Linked DNA regions of Cricetulus griseus: region 1 is linked to region 2. The links are chromatin contacts, called in public Micro-C maps. All regions are on one chromosome and are shown on one strand. The core of a region is the stretch at or near the end of the contact, and the rest is flanking DNA. Distances in the headings are between cores, read along the strand shown.

What was found. A called contact is a pair of places that touch in the nucleus more often than the background predicts.
Region 1: a Micro-C map of the CHO-K1 cell line shows a contact between it and region 2, with 2.5 times the contacts expected there. The contact joins two enhancer-like sites. A contact is called at or near these places in 2 of 8 Hi-C or Micro-C datasets (both in the CHO-K1 cell line).

The regions. Positions count from the first base shown.
Region 1 is chr2:327,470,672-327,476,184 of CriGri-PICRH-1.0, forward strand. The region is part of intron 4 of Pde4d (cAMP-specific 3',5'-cyclic phosphodiesterase 4D); the gene reads left to right. Among named protein-coding and RNA genes, the nearest start is that of Mir582, 160 kb to the left of the region's middle. Within about 2 kb of position 2,375, at least 2 of the 6 cell types and tissues checked have open chromatin away from gene starts, as enhancers often do. A contact at or near this core is called in the CHO-K1 cell line, where this site is marked.
Region 2 is chr2:327,262,715-327,268,285 of CriGri-PICRH-1.0, forward strand. The region is part of intron 4 of Pde4d (cAMP-specific 3',5'-cyclic phosphodiesterase 4D); the gene reads left to right. Among named protein-coding and RNA genes, the nearest start is that of Mir582, 53 kb to the right of the region's middle. Within about 2 kb of position 2,752, at least 4 of the 6 cell types and tissues checked have open chromatin away from gene starts, as enhancers often do. A contact at or near this core is called in the CHO-K1 cell line, where this site is marked.

The DNA.
Region 1 (5,513 bases), core at 1,125-3,624, 210 kb after region 2:
ACGCATGCCCTATGACATGGCAAGAACTAGCATCAATAGGATAATTTAATTCTTGAGAACCTTTGATGAGTGAGTAAATTCAGGAGTTCACTGCCAGCTCTCTCTTTCTTGTGCCTAGTTTCCTCTGTTGCAAGGAGCTGAGTGATGATGGTCCATGTCCACGTGTCCCCTCTTGTCATTGCTATGGGAGTTATGACCTTCTTGCCTCAGTCATAAAGAGGGTGTGTGCTCTTTTGATATCTCAGGTCTAGAGATGTTTAGAACTGTGTGTTCACATTTCCAGGACTACGGTTTGAAAACTAAGGGAGCAAACAGACAGTCAAGAATTTATGCATCAGCTCACTTAGAGACCTTATCTCCTATCTTTATGTAAATAGCCACAGAACTTTTGGCTTTGTGACCTTTTTGTGTTTTGGTTTGTTACTATCTAGTGGATTTTTCTCTTTAAAGGAAGACATAAGAAGAAGGCTTCCAGCAAAAGAAGGAAGGCAATGAAGGAAGGGGAATAAGGTGTGAAAATAAAAATTTATTATGTACATGTATAAAACTACCAAACGGAAAGAGAAAGAAAATCCAAAAGATGATATAGTTACATGAAATGAAAAGTGTGTGTGTGTGTGTGTGTGTGTGTGTGTGTGTGTGTGTGTGTGTGTGTGTGTGTGTAGTTTGCCTGATCTAGAAGTTCAGAAAATCCCCATAATGAAAAGGTCTGGCTTGTGGGTGGGCACCCTTCCATCCAGACAGACAGGAATGTGGCTCAGCAGCCAGGAGACACACGGGCTTGTGGTCACCAGTATAGGTACCTAGTTAGAGAACCCCACCTGAGCTTGCTCATATTTTTTGAATGAAGGAGCTGGCACTAGATCTTTCTAGGCCTCCCCAAGACTCCTTTTGTGTCCTTACAATGTTTTCTTTCTTTTTTTCTTTTCTCCCCTCCTCACAGAAAAATGCCTTAAAGCCCTTAAAATGCCCCTTTGTTCCTGTCCGCTTTACCCATGAAAGTTGAAAGTGAATATAGATTTTACCACTGGTAATGACAATTAACATGCCCTTTCCCGATGTCATTTACTTTCTCCCTTCTAAGAATCCATTCTTTCAAATAAGTATCTGAGCCGAAATGAATCCACTGGTACACTTCAACAATTAACTGGGTGTCCTAAAAATGATTGCTGAAATTCACTCATGAAACTCAGCATAGCCCACTGTCCCTTTCCTTCCCCCAGCTTTGGGGCACATCTATTCTTGTCACCATGCCAGCACCTGAGAACACTTCATGACGGAAGACCCGGCTGGCATGAACCCAAGTCTTGCAGCTGTCTATTAATTGAAGAAAACTCCTCCCTCCCTCCTTAGTCAAACACGATCTGATTCAGCAGATCTTTTCTTCTCTCTCATCCCTTCTTTTATACCAAGGGAAAAAATTATGAATACTTTTTCTTGGCTTTGCTTGTGGTGGGTCATAAATACACGGGCAATACTCAGAGAGTAGCATTAATGCTTTCTGGGCTGTGCTTGGCAATTCAATTTTATTTCTACAAGAATTTATACATGTCATTTTGGAGGTTTACATATTGTCCAGTAGATAGAAATGCTGTATCCTCCATTTGGTCTTGTATACTGCAAATTCATTTCCCAAGTAATTTCAAATTCTGGCATTAGTGGGGGGCTGGGGTTCTGGTCTTATGAGTGGATTACTTTTCAATGACATTGGACTGTGATTGTTGTTGTAGTCTAAATACATCTTCAAGAGACATCTATAATGATATATATATATATATATATATATATATCATATACACATGCATAGTATAATAACATATGTAGTATATACATTCAGTATTTGGCACATGGAATGCCAACATTTTTATGGGTGCATTTTATAATTAAATTAGAAAGTACTTGGCATGAAATGATAGTGGATGATAAAATTGTAGAACTTTAACATAAAATGAAAATCTCTGTGGAAATGAGGTGGTAAAATCCTTTTGGTAGAATAGCTGAAAATTAGTAAATCAACTTGATCTTAACCAGGTATGTCTATTTACGAGTTACCTTATTCTGGAAAAAATGTGTTGCTGTACCAGGGGCCTATTTGTGCTTCCTGTACCTCATTTTCTGTCCTCTCTGTTCACTCTGTTTTTCTGGATGCTGAATTACTATACACTGGATCCTGAAAGGGAACTCACTCGAGATGGCAAAAATTGCACTCCGTCCAAGTCTAAAGTATCTGTGAGGGATTCATCAGGACCTGACCAATAGAAACCAAGAAAGACATGAGAAACTGGCCAAAAAAGAGAAATCATTAGGAGATAGCAGAAGAGACTTGGGAAAACCAGTTTGTCCCTGGAGACCTGTGAGTCATTAGGGCAAATGGTATCAAAGGGCATGAGAGAATCCAGATGGGTTTCAGATGCAAAGCCACCACAAACAAGAAAGCATTGTAGGATGAAGTAGCTGTAACATGAATGTCCAACAGAGAATTTCATGTCTATGAAGTGTTTTCCCAGGGACTGAGTAACAGAGATGGGATGTGTGTGTGGGGGGGGGGGAGGGACAGCAGTGGCTGTAGAAAGTAGAAAGGGGCAGTCCCTCCAGACAAGGATCTCAGTGCTGTGAGCTACTTATGCCCCAGGCTCTTACAGTGGCTCCATCCTTGGGAGGACTTTTCATGATTGCAGGCAGGCTGAGCTGCACTGAGAAGATTCAGCCGAAGGGGGTGTAAAGCTGTGTACTGGATACCCCTGCAACATGGTGCACAGGATTTTAAGAAGCCTTTGATGTAGAATAGCAATCACACTTATTATATCCCCTAGCTACAAAAAATGCTGAGGAAATATTCAGACCAAACTCTGGTCCTATATAAAGGGGAAATAGATGGTATCCTATGGAAGAATTCCTTCTCTTATGTAAACTAGAAATTTAAGTGAACAGAGTTCTATTTTTACGTGTATTATCTGAGTATGAAAGTAGGAATCTATCTTGAAACATAATTGGAAATATTCCATGACATTTCATGTGCTTCTGTCTGGTGACAGATGTCTTTGAGTAGATGCAAGGTTAGAGGCTTTATATTTTTTTACACTCTAATTAATTTCCTTCATCTATAGCAATCTCAGCTTTTGGTATTATTTAATTTATAAACTTTGGTATCATGTTACATTCTGATATTTCTTGTGTTTTTCCTAGATTTTCTTGATTTTCCTGAAACAAAAACAAACAAAAAACCCTTGCATTTTGGCAATAAATAAAGCATTTACCAATTTCTGAGAACGATTCTTAATTATAGGGATAAAGAGCAATGATCAAGATAGCCTTTGATGCTTAAAAAAAAGTGTGAACTATGTAGCACTCTGTAATGATCACAGTGGGCAGAGCCTGGAGTCTTCAAAACCCATTACCAAGGATATTACTTTCTTTAAAACAGGGTGTGAGCCCTTGCTGTACTCACCTAATACTATGATAGGTAACAGCTCACATTGCCTTTCAATAAGATTGAAATATGTCTCTCGGGATTAAACTTCCTCTTCTCAAGGCCCCTTCTAGTCTACATTTCCACCACATCCCAACACCCTGATGTGATAGTGTGATGATGATGATCCCAGAAAGCCTGCAGAGTGAATGAAAGTTCAAAATCAACAACTTGTCAAGGGACTTGAGGCTGATGCTGCAAAGATTCGAAGAATGCCTTGAGATTGTTATCATAAGTTAAAGCTAAAAAGGGTCTCAGTGGGGGATGATGGGACTGGATTGAAAACCTCCCCTTGCTTCTGTGGCTATGAGAATTCAGAATGAGCAATGGAAGAGAGAAGGAACTAGAACTTCAAATGAGCTCATGTGTGGGCCCTCATTGTCTTGGGACTCAGAAAGAGCTTTACCATCAGCCTCTTAGACAATGGCTTTTCCTCCTTCTGCCAGCTTAATTGCCAGTTTGGCTTCCCAACAAAATAATCACCATGGAGGCAAAAGTGTCTTTGCTGTGGAAGGTCAAACCTCTTAGGAAAAAAAATTCTTTGTTTTTTTTTTCCTATTTTTAAAAAACTTACAGAGATAAGATTTTCCATTTTTATTGTATTTCATTTTTATTCTTCCTTCCTTCCATTCTTTCTTTCTTTTGGAGAAAATGATGGATCGTTGTATAAAGTTGTAGCACCAAAACCAGGTTGCAGAGATTTAGACAACATTTATAAATCATATTAGCAGTCTTAATTCAGATTTTAGTAACAAAAGAAAAAGAAAGGAGGAGGAGAGGGGAGAATGGGTACTACATGACAAACCACTATTAAGAAACCACACAGACACCAAAGTGGCCCATATAGCAGAAGCGTGTTTTCACACCTCAGACAAGCAGCACCAGTGTCACCCAGGGACCCAGTCAGAAATACAAAGTCCTGGTCTCTCCCATTTTAGGCCCAAGAGGCTTCAGAAACCCTGCAGCTGAGCCCACTAGTCTCCATTTATGGATGACTTCTAGAAGATTCTGATGTGTGTTACAGCCTGAGACCCACTGGTGTCAGGTACCCAGTGAACATCATTCTGCTCCCCTTAGGATGAGTTGGATGACAGTCACAAATGTGAGGAAGATGGTACGTGCAAATGTATATTAGCCACATTCTGTTTCAGAGGAAATGGAAGTTAGGCTCCTTCACCTGTTTTTGAATTTTTTATTGTATTAAGAAGTGAGCAGAGAGGTACAGTGAGCTATTTATGTAATTATGTGGAAATAATGAAGTTTGTTCTAGCAAAAAGGGGCATATCTCATGGAAAAGCCTTCAGTAATATTCTGTCTAGACCAAATATTCATTTTAGGGGCAAGACACACAAAAGAAAATTACCTTCTTCGTCAAGCACAGGGGAAATGATGTTTTAATTCTGTAGAGAAGTAATTTTGTTTTCTTGAAGAAATGGGCAGACTGATATTAGCAATTGAATTTACTTCTCAAGTATAATGACGGCTGCTATAGTTCTTACTAAGGCTGAAAGAGATAGAGGTGAAAATGAAGTCTGGAGGGCAGAGCAGACAGCTTGCTTCATAAAGGGCTGCACACAAGCCTAAGGACCTGAGTTCAGATCCCAGCCCCATGGAAAAGTCATGTGCTGCAGTGTATATCTGTATCCCAAGACCAAAGAGAAAACATGGGCAGATCCCTAAAGCTCATTGGACAACTGTCTAACCCAATCAGTGAGATGCATATTCAGTGAGGGACCCTTTCTCAAAAACTAAGATGTATCTGCTTGTAATTACAATAGGGTGTGGTCACTTTCTAGACAAAGAAGGGGATAGATGTTATACAGGCAATGCCCACTCCTAGACTCCAGCACATCAGACCAGCATAGGGATCAGGAGGGAAGAGATACTGTACCATTCCTGCTCAGAAGACATTAACTAGAGGAAGAGTAGAACAGACAGAGACAAAGCCATATGCAAAGTTCAAAAGTGGTCCTGTGCCAAAGCCATCACACTGAACATGGCTCCACCTGGTAGATTCTGGGGTTGGTGGCAGTGACACAGAACC
Region 2 (5,571 bases), core at 1,502-4,001:
TAAATGTCATCATTTTATCATTTTTTGCCTAAGGGCTTCCTACCTCATGGTGCTGGGACCAAACCCAGAGTGTTCCTGTATATGTAGCTCTCAAAACTAATGCTAAAATTTATGTATGTTAAAAAGCAAATAAAGTTTTTCTAAGACAAATAATCTGATGTTTTCCCTCTCAACTGAGGACTGGATGAGCAAATTCTCTGTGATCCCAAACATGTTCAGTGTGTCCTGTGCTTGGTGCACATCAAGGGGGAGGAAATGTCAGAGTCACAACAGTGACATTATATAAGTTCCATGTATGCAAGATGTGCTTTTAACTACACCATGTTGGATGGTTGAAGTACTTACAGAATCTTTAAACAAGAAAACATTTTCTTTAGGATTAAAATTTGAATTGTCAGCATTCCTCTTTCAAAGGCTTTGTAAGGAGTTAGATGATATAGGCATATTTATTTATTTATACATTTGCTTCATTAGGTATAGAATTACTCCCGATTAAAAATTGACAGCTTACTCCATAGTCATCCCTTCTTCAGCAACTGATTTTCTTTTTTTCTAAAGATTATTTTTTATTTTATGGACATTGGTGTTTTGCCTGCATGGTTGTCTGAATGGAGGTGCTGAGTCCCAAGAATTTGAGTTACAGACAGTTTTGAGTTGCCATATGGGTGCTGGGAATTTAAACCAGGTTATCTGGAAGAGTAGCCAGTGGGTCAGTGCTCCAGCCCCTGAACTTGCTTTGAGAGTGAGATATATACTATGAATTTTATTGAAGTCACAGAAGAGGGAAGAAATTTTCACCTATAAAGAAAATACCCATGCTTTTAGAGTGTGGGCACTAAATACACCTAAGCAGGGTTTTGAAAGTTGTTACTTAGTGACTGCATTTGAGGACTCTGGACTTGTTCTTATGCTACCTCTTGCATTTAGCTTTCAGGCTCTTGTTATCTCCTTTCCTCCCCTCCCTTCCCCTCCCCTCTCCTCCTTCCTCCCCCTCCTTTCTCTGGTGGAGAAATCAAAAGACAAGCATTACTGTTGCTCCCCTTGCAGATAGTGAGGACTTCAGGTGAAGAGAGATGATACCAGAGAGTGTCTAGGGAGAATCACTGAGGGAGTATATTAAGCACTGTAGACACGTTTGAAGGAGCAGAGATCCCAGATGTCAGCTATGGCCATGGTGTTTTCTTAGTGGGCAGCTTGAAAGTGTCTTTAGCTTTTGAAGTGAACATGAAAGTTGTTATTTGCTTTCATTAAAACCAGAAGACTTCAGAAGGACATGTCTCTTATAGAACATGTTAAGTGACCCATAATATTTGCTATATTACAAAAATCAAAATGTGACATTTATTTACTGAGGAAGAAAGTAAGAACTGATGTACCCAGCTCTTATTACTCCTATGTACTTCCTGTGACGATTGACATTTATCTTAGTGACAATAAGAACCACTGGTGGAAGCTGTTGCTACTAATGGTGAATGTGCTTTCAGACAAAAGTATGGTCTTGAAAACACAGTTGAATGAATGAGAAGAATTTTTTGAAGTTGAACCTCAAAGGTCATTTTAATAATTAAATTGTAGGTTTATTTTATTTTTTTTTAGTTCATGCTTTATAATTAAAAAGCTTCTGTGACTTTAGGTAACAAGATGAATGTCAACACTTTGTAACACTTTCCCCCCACTTAGAAAAGAAGCTACTTTTCTTTTCTTATGGTAGCTGCTTCAGGAAGAAGCTAACCATCAGGAAAACAAAACTATGATTTTTACAAATAGTTTTCTCTTTGAAAGGAAGACATGTTTTGAAAGCTGTGGCTGACTTAATGTAGTGGAGGTCAAGGCTTGTGGGCCAGTTGATATTTAACCTTAGTCATTCCACCTTTTGAGTTATAGGATGTCTAAATCAAAAGTCATATGGCTACAAAGATATTTGATTATTGACAAGTTAAAAAGCCTTCCTACATCTACATACTGATAACAGACTTTCTACTTTTAAAGAATTAAAAGCAAGTCCCAAGGGCAGGGAGTGGGCAAGCCTGGCATCCTGAGTTTCATCCCAGAAATCCACATCAAGGCAGAGATGCCAACTCCAGAGTGTTGAACTCTGGTCTCCACATGCGTGCTGTGACATGTGTAACCACTTACACATTAAACACGGGGGCATAGAAAAATCTCACAAAGCCACAATCGTTCAGCTATCCAGCAATGAAATCAGCGGCTAACAGTCTGAACCCATGTCTTCCTGCCTCTTCATCATTTGTTACATTTTTTAGTATCACCACTCTTTGGACTGTCTAATTAAGTTCCCATTCATTTCCTTCCCATACATGTATAATGATACTATTACAAAAATAAGGATATTTTTAAAAATGGTATGAGTTAATATAAAGGTATTTGACTTTATTTGTTATACACGTGGTTTGTAGGAAAGTCTGGCTCCTTTATTTCTGATAAAAATGTGTGCAGCTAGAGGAGAAAGACTTCAGGAGAGAGGGAGGGCATTCTGATTCACGGTGGTTTTAAAATACCACTGGCTTAAACACAGAACCAATCAGAATAATTTTATTCTGAATGATTCAGAGAAAAGGGTGCAAAAAGCTTAAGGTCTAAGGAGAAAGATCAAGTTAGAAATCTATTAAGGTTTGGTTCACTGGTTCCGTGGTTCCCGAAAAGCCAGCTGGGAAGGATGGTCCACTGACTCAAGTTACTAAGCAACAGAGCAGCAAACTGCTTGGTAACCAGATCTGGCCTGACTCACAGCCTGACTGCATGTGACTGGGTGGCTGGACAGGAAGACCAAGGCCCATCCTACCTCAAAACAATTCCTTCCATTCATCTACCAGCCTGCCTGCCAAATCCTCCTGTTACAGAGCATCCCTTGACACAAAATTGCATTTGTTTTTAAAGTGAAAATACCTCTCAATCCAGAAACAAGTATCACTGTTTCTCTTTAAAGCAGTTTTTATAAGATTATTGTTAATTGGTTTAATGTAAGTGAAATGTAAGCTTTAGTGAGAAGAAAACAAGTAAATACATTTGGGCTGATGACAGACCCTTGGGTTTTCATGAACAAGTATTGACCCTACCATAGTTATCTTCTTTACCTTCTGAGGGTTTCCTTAAATTCTCAGACATAGTTTAGTGTTGTTTATCTTTATATTTTCCCTATAACTTCTGCTACAGCTGTGAGTATTGACTATGTAGATGAATGGTTCCTAAAAAGGTTAAACTTCAGCATACATCAGTTTTTTATTTTTTTACATCCACTGTGAAAAAATAAGTTCCAGCTGTATATGCTCTGTAAACATTTGTTGTTTGATCAGTTGGAGATCAGGCAGGCCATTGCTGTACCTCTTACACGGAATATCCAGAGGGGTCCATACTCTTCCAGTCTGTAAGGCTGGGTGACATAGTGTTGGTGGCAAGAAGTTTTAGACTCAATGATTAACCATTCATATGGACTTTGTCACCAAGAGTGTGTGCATATTTGCAGTTTATTCATACCTGTGTAAGTGTAGTTTGACTTTAGTATATATAAACAAATCCACAAATGGTCGCATCAGAATAATTAGTCATGTGTATTCATGTCAATATTGACTTCATTTTTGAAAGTAATTTTTGCCTGTTATATTGCTGAAAAAAGTAACCCTATATAAATATATTTATGAATCCTGGGAAATGACTTAATGACTAGCTGGTTCAGCTCTGATGACTAATCCTTATCTCTTAGAATTCATACCAGTTAAATTATACACCAGGACTGAAGCTTATAAAAGAAATGCCAAGATTTTGAGGAGGAATTTGAGAAAGCAGCCTCCATAGTTCCTTTTTTTAGGACGACAATTTGGAGACATTTGAACTGGCAACTACTGAGCCCACTTCTACAGCATATTTCATGATAACTAAAATTCAATAATGGAATATATTTTTGAAGAGGTTTATCATAGAAATATGATTTTAGCACAAATATTTTGCCCTTGTTCAATATATATTCATTTTAAGCCAACAAATTTCCTTCCTATTACCTTCATGAGATAGCCCTGGGATCAAATTAGCAATTATTAGAACAAAGTAGCTTCCTCTTTATATAATTATCAGCTGGGTACATTTCTTTTCATTTGCATGCATACCTTATTTTATATTATTTTTATAATGGTGAGCATATGTAGTTGACTTAAAGCCATTTACTTTCTGGGTAATAGGTTTCATGGCTTGTCATTTTTACATTTTACCTTCTTTTGTTGCCAGTATTTGTTTCACTTTGCCTTATTTTACTCAAGGGTTTCTCTTTTTCTTTTTTTTATGGCCATCTGTTGAGTGAGTGCCAAATAGAACAGCCTATGATTTATGGGTTGTAATAACTAAAACATATATGAATTAATTAGAGGCTGATGACGCACAAGGTGGGCTTCTATGGCTCTTTTCTGAATAGATACCAGCTTACTTTAATAAACCTTCTTACTAATAACAATGACAATGCCACTGATGCTGTGATCAGTCCCATTTCACCATCATGGTCTAAGATTCATCTATATTTGCATTTAATATTTCCGCAGATTTATATTCTTGCCTAAACATCCTTATGTTTGAAAAACCAAGCTTTTGCATCATTGCTGTAAACCAGAAGCAAACCAGTTATCATCCATTTATATAGTTGAAAAATGCATTATAAAAACGGGATAGATTCATATTTACATAGACACTAAGAAAACCTCAGAGCCTGAGGTCTGTTCTCTAGTTAAAGTGGCATTTAGTAAGTAATGTAGACATATGAAAAACTAGTTGGATCTTTCTCCCTAAGGCAATAGGAGTAACTGAAAAGGATTTGGAAAGGAAATAACCTTCCTGTTATTTAATTCACCATTTTAAAATTCAATAATCCACATCAGCTATGCCTAAACCTATCTTGTTGTGACTCAAGCCCATCTAAGGTACAAATTTAGTGGTCCCTCCACCATTGATATGTTCAGTATAAGAAGAGGGATTTGGAAGGGTCTCTTTGGGACTGAATCACTTTGTTGGAAGTTACCTTACTGAGCTTGGACTGGGTGATTCTGAGTCCTCAGCCAAAGTATAGCTTTGGAACTCCACTTCTCAATTCTTTTTTTTTTTTCTGAAGAGAGGCTATGAATTTTAATGAAGAAAATATTGGGAACATGTTTCTTATTTTCTGTAGTGCAGATGTCATTATTTTTTTATTATTTTTTTCTCTCTTTTTATTATTATTAATTCAAGTTAGGGAACAGGCTTGTTTCTGTAATGATTGATTTCCAACCTGGGCTTTGCATGGATGGCAAGAAGCATAGACCATTTCCATGAAGAATGCTATGTTAACAGTGGCTTCCCCATTCTACAAAGGCCACACATGGATGTCCTTTAAAGGTTAGGACCTCTAAGAAAATCCCAGTAAGAGATGAGGTGGGGAATAACCATTTTCTTTATCTCTGTAATCTGTGGAGGCCTTATTTCTAGAACATAGTATTCAGAAGCTTGCTATAGCTACACAATTATCATTGCCCAGATAAAATGAAAGCTTGTAGCCCCTTGTTAAAAAAGCATGTTAAAAATTTCCCACTGGCA